Regions from separate parts of the Mus musculus genome. Here region 2 is linked to region 1. The links are chromatin contacts, called in public HiChIP or PLAC-seq maps. All regions are on one chromosome and are shown on one strand. The core of a region is the stretch at or near the end of the contact, and the rest is flanking DNA. Distances in the headings are between cores, read along the strand shown.

Evidence for each region. HiChIP or PLAC-seq counts read pairs in DNA pulled down with a chosen protein or histone mark.
Region 2: a BATF HiChIP or PLAC-seq map of CD8 T cells shows a contact between it and region 1, with 19 read pairs. The contact joins two enhancer-like sites. A contact is called at or near these places in 1 of 15 datasets of contacts at CTCF or cohesin (CD8 T cells), 7 of 484 Hi-C or Micro-C datasets (CD4 T cells, CD8 T cells, LSK cells and 2 more) and 2 of 115 datasets of contacts at active chromatin or transcription factors (CD8 T cells and embryonic stem cells).

The regions. Positions count from the first base shown.
Region 1 is chr3:21,915,429-21,919,914 of GRCm38.p6, reverse strand. The region is part of intron 3 of Gm31813 (a long non-coding RNA gene); the gene reads left to right. Among named protein-coding and RNA genes, the nearest start is that of Gm31813, 47 kb to the left of the region's middle. Within about 2 kb of position 2,249, at least 34 of the 459 cell types and tissues checked have an H3K27ac peak or open chromatin away from gene starts, as enhancers often do. A contact at or near this core is called in CD8 T cells, where this site is marked.
Region 2 is chr3:21,986,445-21,990,930 of GRCm38.p6, reverse strand. No RefSeq gene overlaps it. Among named protein-coding and RNA genes, the nearest start is that of Gm31813, 24 kb to the right of the region's middle. Within about 2 kb of position 2,635, at least 152 of the 459 cell types and tissues checked have an H3K27ac peak or open chromatin away from gene starts, as enhancers often do. A contact at or near this core is called in CD8 T cells, where this site is marked.

The DNA.
Region 1 (4,486 bases), core at 1,000-3,499:
TGACACTGTAGCTGTAGGGTTGGGCCTGAGAAGGTTGTGGGAGGATTGAATGAAAGTTTCATTGACCTGGAAGGCATGGAGGGGGTTTCTGAGCACAAGGGGACTCACTTTTGCTGAGAAGTATTAGCTATTAATGTTGAGGACATTTGCAAAACTTGGGTCATAAATCTTAAAAGATCAAATCAATAAACTTTATTTTTTTGAGATGGGGGTCTTAGGTTTTAGGTAATCTAGACTAGCCGGGCCCTTGATAAATAGTGGAAGATGACCTTAAACTTCTGATCTGATTCTATTGGCTTCATCTCTCAAGTGCTGGGATCATAGGAGTGAGTTACCACATCTGGTTTATGAAGTGCTAGGATAAAACCCAGGGCTTTGTAAAAGTTCGGGGCACACTCTACCAACTGAGTGATGCCCCCAGCCCAACTGCCCCTAAGCTTATTTACTTAGTATTTTTTTTTTTAATGTTCCCTTTGTTTGCAGGACACTGGAATAACTTTTGCTTTTCTTCTTCTTAAGCTGTTTTTTGTTTGTTTTTAAGTGCTTGGACAATAACTCAGTACCTTGCTGGAGCCAGCCAGGGCTCTACCAGCCTCCAGTGTTTTCTGTTCACCTTCTTGCCTATTCTAGATGAACATGGACGAGAAAACAGCTGGACTATGTGTCTGCAAGGGCACAAACTGTTAAGTGGCAGATCCTGCCTCGAGTATGCAATGACTTTGTGTGCACATCACCAAGCCTGTTTTTTGTTTTTTGTTTTTGTTTTTTTATTCTAACGCTGAAAGTGAAACTCTATGCTGCAAAAACTGTTACACTCACCGCAGCTTTCCACAACATATAGATTTCCTGAAGTGGATTCTTTCCCATTATGCAGCCCCTATGCAGTGAGATCACAAGGTGGACAGCAAGAGAAAACAGTATTTAATTGGTTCTAGAAGGATGCAATGGAAATAAAATATCCTTCTCTCAACGTAAACTTTAAATGCATGGACATAGTAAACATGAAGGGGTGATGCTGCACCCCAAACAAGCCCACACTTCACTGGCTAATTAAATCATTTTAATCTAATGAATATAAACGGTGAAATAAATGGGCTTAGCGATGAGTCAGGAGCCATCAGATCGCAGTGGCTGCAGAGCCAGTTCCTCCATGCTGGGACAAGCAGAACCTTTCTGGGGATCTTCAAGCAACGCCCTATGTGCACTTTGGCCTCTGTTGAGTTTTGAGTAGGCAGCTTTCCCTGGCGGTCGCCCAAAAGAGTTCTACCTCCTCCGCACCTTCACCTTTTGCCTGATGAAACCCGATCCCAGAAACCCAAGAAAGCCAGGGAACAGAACCCAGGTTCGGTATGTTCTCCAGGGCATTTCCCTGCTGACCCGGGGTTTGATGGTAGCAGATTATTGAAGAAGGTGGGTCCTAGGTTCTTTGATCTTGGTAGCGGTAGAAGGGAAAAGTTCACAGTGCTATTCTATATTGTTATGACATGAGCTCAAAGGTAAGTTGTGAATTGGAAAAGTGGTTCAGGCACTCATGTGGGTGTGGTCACGATCAACGTGGACCTGAGCTCATCTCTCAGCACCCACCTAAAAAAGCCCTACATGGAGGGATCCTTGTGATTCCAATATTCCAGAAATGGAGACAGGATCCCTAGAGCCTGATGCCCAGCCAGCCTAGCTGAATTGTCAAGCCCCGGGTGCCAACCAGAGACACTGTCTCAAAAAAATCCAGATGGGGCAGTGGTGGGACTCATGGGTGTTACAAACTCTTGGTGCAAGCCTGGTCACCTGACTTAGAACCTTGGAACCTGTGTAAAGATGGGAAGAGAGTGCCTGTTCTGTCTCGTCTTCCAATTTTCCACAGTACACATGTGCCCTCCCTTACACATGCAATATAATAATCATACATAAAAACCACACACGATTTATGGCTCCTGAGGAACAGCACAAAGGATTACCTCTGACCAATACTTACACAATCTGTTCCTGGACATCTCCCTCCCACAAATCAATAGCTACTCTGAGAGTTTAGAAGAGGTGGGAGGCAAGATCAGTTTCCTCTCCATGGAAGGATATGCTTAATTTTCTAGATGCCATGGTGGCAGGGGATTCCCATCTGTCACAGAAGAGGAAAGTCCCTTCTCACTGTGCAGGTTTCAGAGTGTGGGAAGATCTCTCTCCTCACTCTTGTGGTGGGGCGTCCCTTATGACCCCTTAGGTACAAGTACAATAGGAGGGGAAATTAGAGTAATGTTGCTAAGACAGCATTTAGACTGAGTGGACTCTGTCCTTGTCACAGACACTCAGTCTTTGCAGCTGGGAGCTCTGGTTTACTTCAAAGCATGTTTCAGGCTGACCTGGTGTGTGCAGGTGTGAACGCGTGTGCCTGTGTGTAGAGACCAAAGGACAATATGGGGTGTGGTAACATCCACCTTCTGTGTGTGTGTGTGTTCAGGAATTCACATCTGTGTGGAAACGTGTGTGTGCACATGTGGAGGCCAGATGCTGATGACGATAGCTTCCTCAATCGTTTGCCACATGGTTTTTGATGTCTTCTCTCACTGGGCCTGGAACTCACCGATTGGCTAGATAAACTGTTCATCAGGGCCCTGTCTTTACCTTCCCAGCACTGGGACTACGAGTACATGCCACCAGGCCCTGTTATTTCCGTAGGTTCTGTGGATTCAAACTCCGGTCCTTGTGCTTGCAGGGCACACACTTGGCTGACTAACCCATCTCTCCGTCTCTCTCTCTCTCTCTCTCTCTCTCTCTCTCTCTCTCTCTCTCTCTCTCTCTTTCTTTCTTTCTTTCTTTCTTTTTAGAGGGTCTCTAACAGGTATGGAATTCTCAAAGTAGGATATACTGGCAGAACAGTGTCTTCCAAGGACTTGCCTGACTCTGCCTTCCCAGAGCAGGGACTACCCGTATATCTCTTAAAAATCAACAGTATTAACATGGTGCTGGGTTCTTGCTCTGTCCCTCTGCTGTGTTGATTTAGATAGACTCTTGATTTTTTTCCCTGCAGGATACTGTCACTCATGTTAAAGCAAGTATGTTGCTAGTTAAGGCAGATTTGAGAAACTGCTTCAATGCTCATATGCAAACCAGAGGATAGTCAGGGCCCTAACTCTTACACAGCTGACTGCTGGGGGACAAGAAACCAAGATACAGGCATGAGGACTCAAGGCCTGGGGCCTTTGGTTAAATGCAGGGCTGCCAAGAGAAGATGAAGTTTCAACAGGTGATAGAAAGAATTTGCCATTAACTTGAGGCAAGACACACAGCTTTGGAGCTGTTGGCATGCAAGGTAGCTAAATCCAAGGGCATTTATGATAACTTTGAGGGAGAAGATATATTTATCAAACTGGTCATAGGATTTTCCTTTTACATCTGCTACTGTAGTTATTTATGATACATTTTCCTACTTTTGCACTATTTCTGAATTCCTCTGATGGCCATGATTTCATCAGAGAATATTTGATTTTGCTAGAATTTATTTTTTATTAATTTATATATTTTGAAGCAGAGTCTAGTATAGCCAGGCTGACAAGAAATTTATAGTGTTCCTGCCTCACCATCCTGAGTGTTGAAATTAGAAATATGATTATGACTTTGTTTCTGATTTTAACTTCTTTCTTATCACCAAAGATGGCTTGCAAATTCTCCTTCTGGTGTCTGCACTGTGTTGTTTCTGTGAAATGATGTAAGCAATCTAGATCCTTTCCTCCTCCTCCTCCTCTTCATCCTCTCTCTCTTCTTCCTCTTTCTCTTTGCATTTTTTTCTTATTGAATTGGGAGATTTTTATAAATTGAAATTAGATTCTTCTCCCATACAATACATCTCTACCACTGTTTCCCCTTTCAGTTCCCCCCACATTTCCCCTTTGCCCCAGATCTACTCCCCTCCATTCCCCTTCAGAAAGGAGCAGGCCTTCAAGAAATAACAACCAAACAGGACAAAACAAGATTCTATAAGACAGGGAAAAAGCCTTGAAGTTGGACAAGTCAACCAAATAGGAGGAAAAGAGTCCCAAGAACTGACAAAAGAGTCAGAGACACACCTGCTCCTATTGTTAGAAGTCCTACAAAAACCACCAAGCTAATAGCTATAACATACACAGGAGACCTGGTGCAGACCCATGCAGGCCCTGTAATTGCTGCTTCAGTGTCTATGAGTCCCTGTGAACCCTGATTAGTTCATTCACTTGGTCATGTTCTCCTGGTTTCCTCTATCTCCGCTGACTCTTAGAATCTTTCCTCTCCTTCTGTAGGGTTTCCCAAGCTACGAGGGGAGTGACCTCCAGTTTAGACACTCTCTGCATGATGTCTGGCTGTAGATCTCTGCACCTGCTCTCATCTGCTGCGGGAGGAAGCCTCTCTGATGACATCTGGGCAAGGCACAATCTACGAGTATAGGAGCCATCATTAGGAATCATTCATTGATTTTTTTTTTTCCTCAGTTGTGTTTGATTCTACTCTAGGTATTTAG
Region 2 (4,486 bases), core at 1,386-3,885, 71 kb before region 1:
GTTAGGTTGAGGAGGATGATGACTCATGCCTGTAATCCTGGCACTTTAGGAGACTGAGGCAGGGGGATATTTATAGCTAAGCAAGGGGTTACATAGGAAGACCATGTTTCAAAAAACCAAAACCAAAGCCCTAACAAACAAACTAAAAGAAATGGGGAGTTCCCAGTTGAGACTTTATTAGGGCCAAGATTTCTCAAAGTATATTTTACGGTCTACTGGGCTCACCAAATGCCTTTAATGGATCAACCTGGGTTACATGCTAACGACTTTGTGGAGAGTCACAAAACATGAAATGTTCAAGTCTCTGAGAATTCCTCTAGTAAAAAACAACGGCATCTATTTGTCTCAATGTTAACCACGTAAACTTGGCCCTTTAAAAAATTACATGTGGGTTTTTTTTTCATTTTGTGTGTATGTGCAAGTCATAAGGCAACTTTGTGGAATCATTTATTTCCTCCCCTCTACATGGGCACCAAATGAACTCAAGCTCAGCTTGTCAGGTTTTCGTGATAAGTAACTTTACACCCTGAACCACCCCTCTCCCCTCTTCAATGGGCTAGTTTTACATGCAACTTTTTTTTTTCTTTTTAGCACTTATGCCTCAGAGTTAGTATTGAGGGGAGTATACAAAAGGACCCTTCTGTACTATGTTAGACCAATGACCTGAAGTTACTATTCCCTCACCACCCGAACCCCATACTCTGACTTTTCCCCTAGTAAATAAAATGATAATTGCTGGACAGTGAAACCAAGCAAAATTACATAAACATACCAAGCTATAGGAGACATTTCCTGCTAAAGATTCCTTAAGTTTGGCCATCTAGCTTTTCCTGCATGCACACCCATCCAACAAGTAAGTTTCCTCTGAGAAATGCCTGCAGCATCAATAGCAGCCAATCAGAATCTCTAAGGAATGTGACTTAGTCAGTTGCTAGACTGAGCTGATTTCATTCAAGCCTCAAAGCAAAGAAATATAATACTACAATTAATTTGAGTTAATGAGGTAGATACAATTGCCTTTAGAAGTTTGTCTTGCTGATTCTAAACACCTGTGAGGACAGGCATTAAATATACATGAGACATATAAACAGTTCATTAAATGCTGTTAGTCTGTTTCTGTAGCACGTGTTGATTTTCTTTATTAACATGCACTAACAAGCTTGATCATGACATTTTCTTACACGTATACAACACACATGCACACGTTGCTTTGTACTCAAGATCCCATGAATCTAAGGATTAATTTATATTATCTGAGACCCTTGGGAACCAGCGATAGAGATAATGTATTGTGAAGAGAATGGATATGTAGCTTAGTTGGTTGAGTGTTTGTCTGCATAGCGTGCAACCCTGGCTTCAGTGCCAGCATTGTAGGAAGTGGTGTTGTATGCCTGTAATTCCAACTCTTGTAAGGTAGAGGTAAGAAGGCCATGCCATCCTCAGCCTCACAGTAAGTTTGAGCCTCACAGTAAGTTTGAGGCCAGACTTGGAATATATGAGACTCAGTCTTGGAATATTTTTTATAAAAATAAGAAAATGATAAAGCATGACAAATCTGTTAGTCTTTAAGGAATCATTTTTACTCCTAGTTAAAGATGTCTACAGAATCATAGCTATGAATTTCACTTTACAAATGACAAATTTTATGTTAATGATCTCATTTAACTCTCTGCACATAATCTAAGCACCAAAGAATGCCTCATAATATAATTTCCAGGATTTGCCTCCCTCTCTCCTCCTGTTTTCTCAGGTGTTAGAAACCTATTACTAACCAACCTATATAGAGATGGCATTTATTGGACGGACACTGCAGACATGCACACTTTGTTTTACTGTATAGACTTCCAGGAAGCACTGACAAATGAGATCCAGGAAGAGCCAAGATGTCACTGGGCCTTGAATGCTGACCGTTGAGAATGGGAGGGTTGTCTGTATTCTCCTTCTGCTCTTCTTTCTGTGTTGGCTGAGTCCCTCACTGGCTTGGTCTAAGTAGAAGAAGAGATGTTTACCAGAAATACATGATTCCATGGAACGGATGAGAACATTTGAGAACAGATTTCAACTCGGACTTCCTGGCACGGCTATGGGCTGTGAAGAAGAGTGATGGTCTGTGGCTGTCTCCACAGGTGCCATGGATCAGGGCCTTCACATGTGGGTGGGAAGTGTGCTTATCATCATAGTGAAGGTGCAGCCTGGGAGAGTAAGAAACTGAATACTGGAAACAAGCTAGGTGTGTACTCCTGCTGATGTGTGCTCCACATAGTGCCTCAGGGTCTACATGTTCTGTCGATTATATCATTCTATCAAAGGAGTCCTCAAGACACCATGCATGACTATATACCCATTCACAGTGAGATGAGGATCGCTATTAGTGGAAACCCCTTGTGAGTGTTGCTTTTCAAGGTAGCTAAATCTTCTTTAGTTCAATCTAAAATAATGAAAGCCCTGCTTTATTCAGGCCTAAGGTACATACACATGGCAGAAACATGTTCTCCTCACTTCCTGGGTTAAAGGTGAGACTGCTGAGGGAAGAGCAATGAGGAAACAACTCATGACCACAGAAAGGGGTGTCAGTCAAGACTGTTTCCTTATGTAACAGTGGATAGTGAGATAACGGCTCAGGGTTTGCGTTAGACTTTAAACTCCAACGGACGAAGCTGTTGCCTCCCACGGCGTCTCTGTGTGCAGATGTCACAACCACCCTCCCTGGAGGAAAGGAACATGAGAGAAGATTTGGGGAAGAAAAGCCACAGCTCAAGGAACTGAAAAGGAGTTGTTGCCTTCCAGGCAAGTGTGTAGGCTAGGGAAGGCCCCGAGCAGAGCATGCTGTGTGTGTTAGGAGCCTGACGACTTGGACCATGTGAATTTTCTCATTTCTTGTTACTTCTAATGCTATTGATCAACTGTGTGAAGGGAACTTTCTCTGCACCTTCTGCTTTCACAGTAAGAGCCCAATATTCATGTCTGGTTTTGGTAGTGAGTCTAGACTAACAGTGAGATGGGTAAGGGAAAGAGAAAACCTCCCCCCCCCCTCCCCTTTGTGGTTAATGGTGTCAGAGGCTGTAGGAGACTGGCAGGTGTTTAGAAACCAGCGTGAGTCATTCTGCATCTCAACTTGGCTGGGCTATGGGGCTGCATATTCAGTCAAGCATTATTTTAGATGTTTCTGTAACATCTTTGGGTGAGATTAACATGAAAACCAATGGATTCTTTGTGCAGCAAGAATACTTTTTATGACATGGTGGGTTCCGTCTAGTCAGCTGAAGGTCTTACTAAAGACTGATGCTGACCCGAGAAGTTTAGATTTAGTAAGGCCCCATAATCACGTGCATTAGTTCCTGAGGAGATACTTACTCCTCTAACCCTCATCTGTAGGAGGTTCAGCTCGCTAACTTGGAAGCTCTTTCTACAGTCAACCATAATGTAGAGATTGTTCCAGCAAGAGTTCTGAAATCAGGAAAAATACAACAACAACAAATTTAAATGCCCAAATATCAGAGGCTATTTATTTTATTCAGTCCTTTCCCTTGTTTTAAATCAGGGTCTCAAGTTGTCTGGTTTCCTTTGATATTTCTATATAGTTTAGGATGACCTTGCAGATATGTGCCACCACAATCCCTTTACACAGTGCTGGGGATTGATCCTAGGTCTTTGTGCTCATTCGACAAGTACTCTGCCAACTGACATACATCCCTCAGCCCTCATCATCAGCTTTTGACACAGAATTTTTGGCAGGGTACCTGTTGGCTTGGTACAGAATGTGTCTGTCCCCTGAGCCAACATCTTCTTAAAATGGCAGACGAAAATAAACCCAGCTGAGTTGGAGATAGTCATCCTGGCAACCACACATCTACTTTTTCCTGGAACATCAACTCTTAGGCAAGGACTATTTGCCTCTGTGCTAACTCAGGACCAGGACCAAGTCCTAGAGAACACCCCGTACCTCTGATGACTCTGAGAATGGACTCTGCCAGTGTAAGTGACTGGACTTGGCTTGGAACTCAGTGTTTTCTCAATTGCAGATCTTCACAAAGCTTGTGTTAATTGTTCTCCTACAACAGATAAGCCTAAGGTGTCCTGTTTAAGGAAATGTTCCTCTTTGAAAAAACTGCCTGTACTATAAACCCCTCCCTGAGGGGAGGACGAGAAATGTGCCCAGCTCCAAGATGTGGCCAGACAGCATTGTACAGCCTGGTAACTCTAGTCAGCCCCACCTTCAAGGATCCAAGTTCAGCAGAGGTGAAGAGTGCTTTCGTTCTGGTCACTCATTCACCAGGGGAAGCTGGACACCATCCGGTGAACCTGGTCTTGTGAAATCAGACAACCTAATTGCCCTTTACAGCTTGGTAAATGATATACTCCAACTGTGAGGGCTAAAGTTATATTTTAAGTTTTAATTCCTGTGCTGAAGGGATCTATAAAACAAAAATGTCTCTAACCTATAATGCAGATAACTTTCTCTGCCCACGGACAGATAACTTCCTGG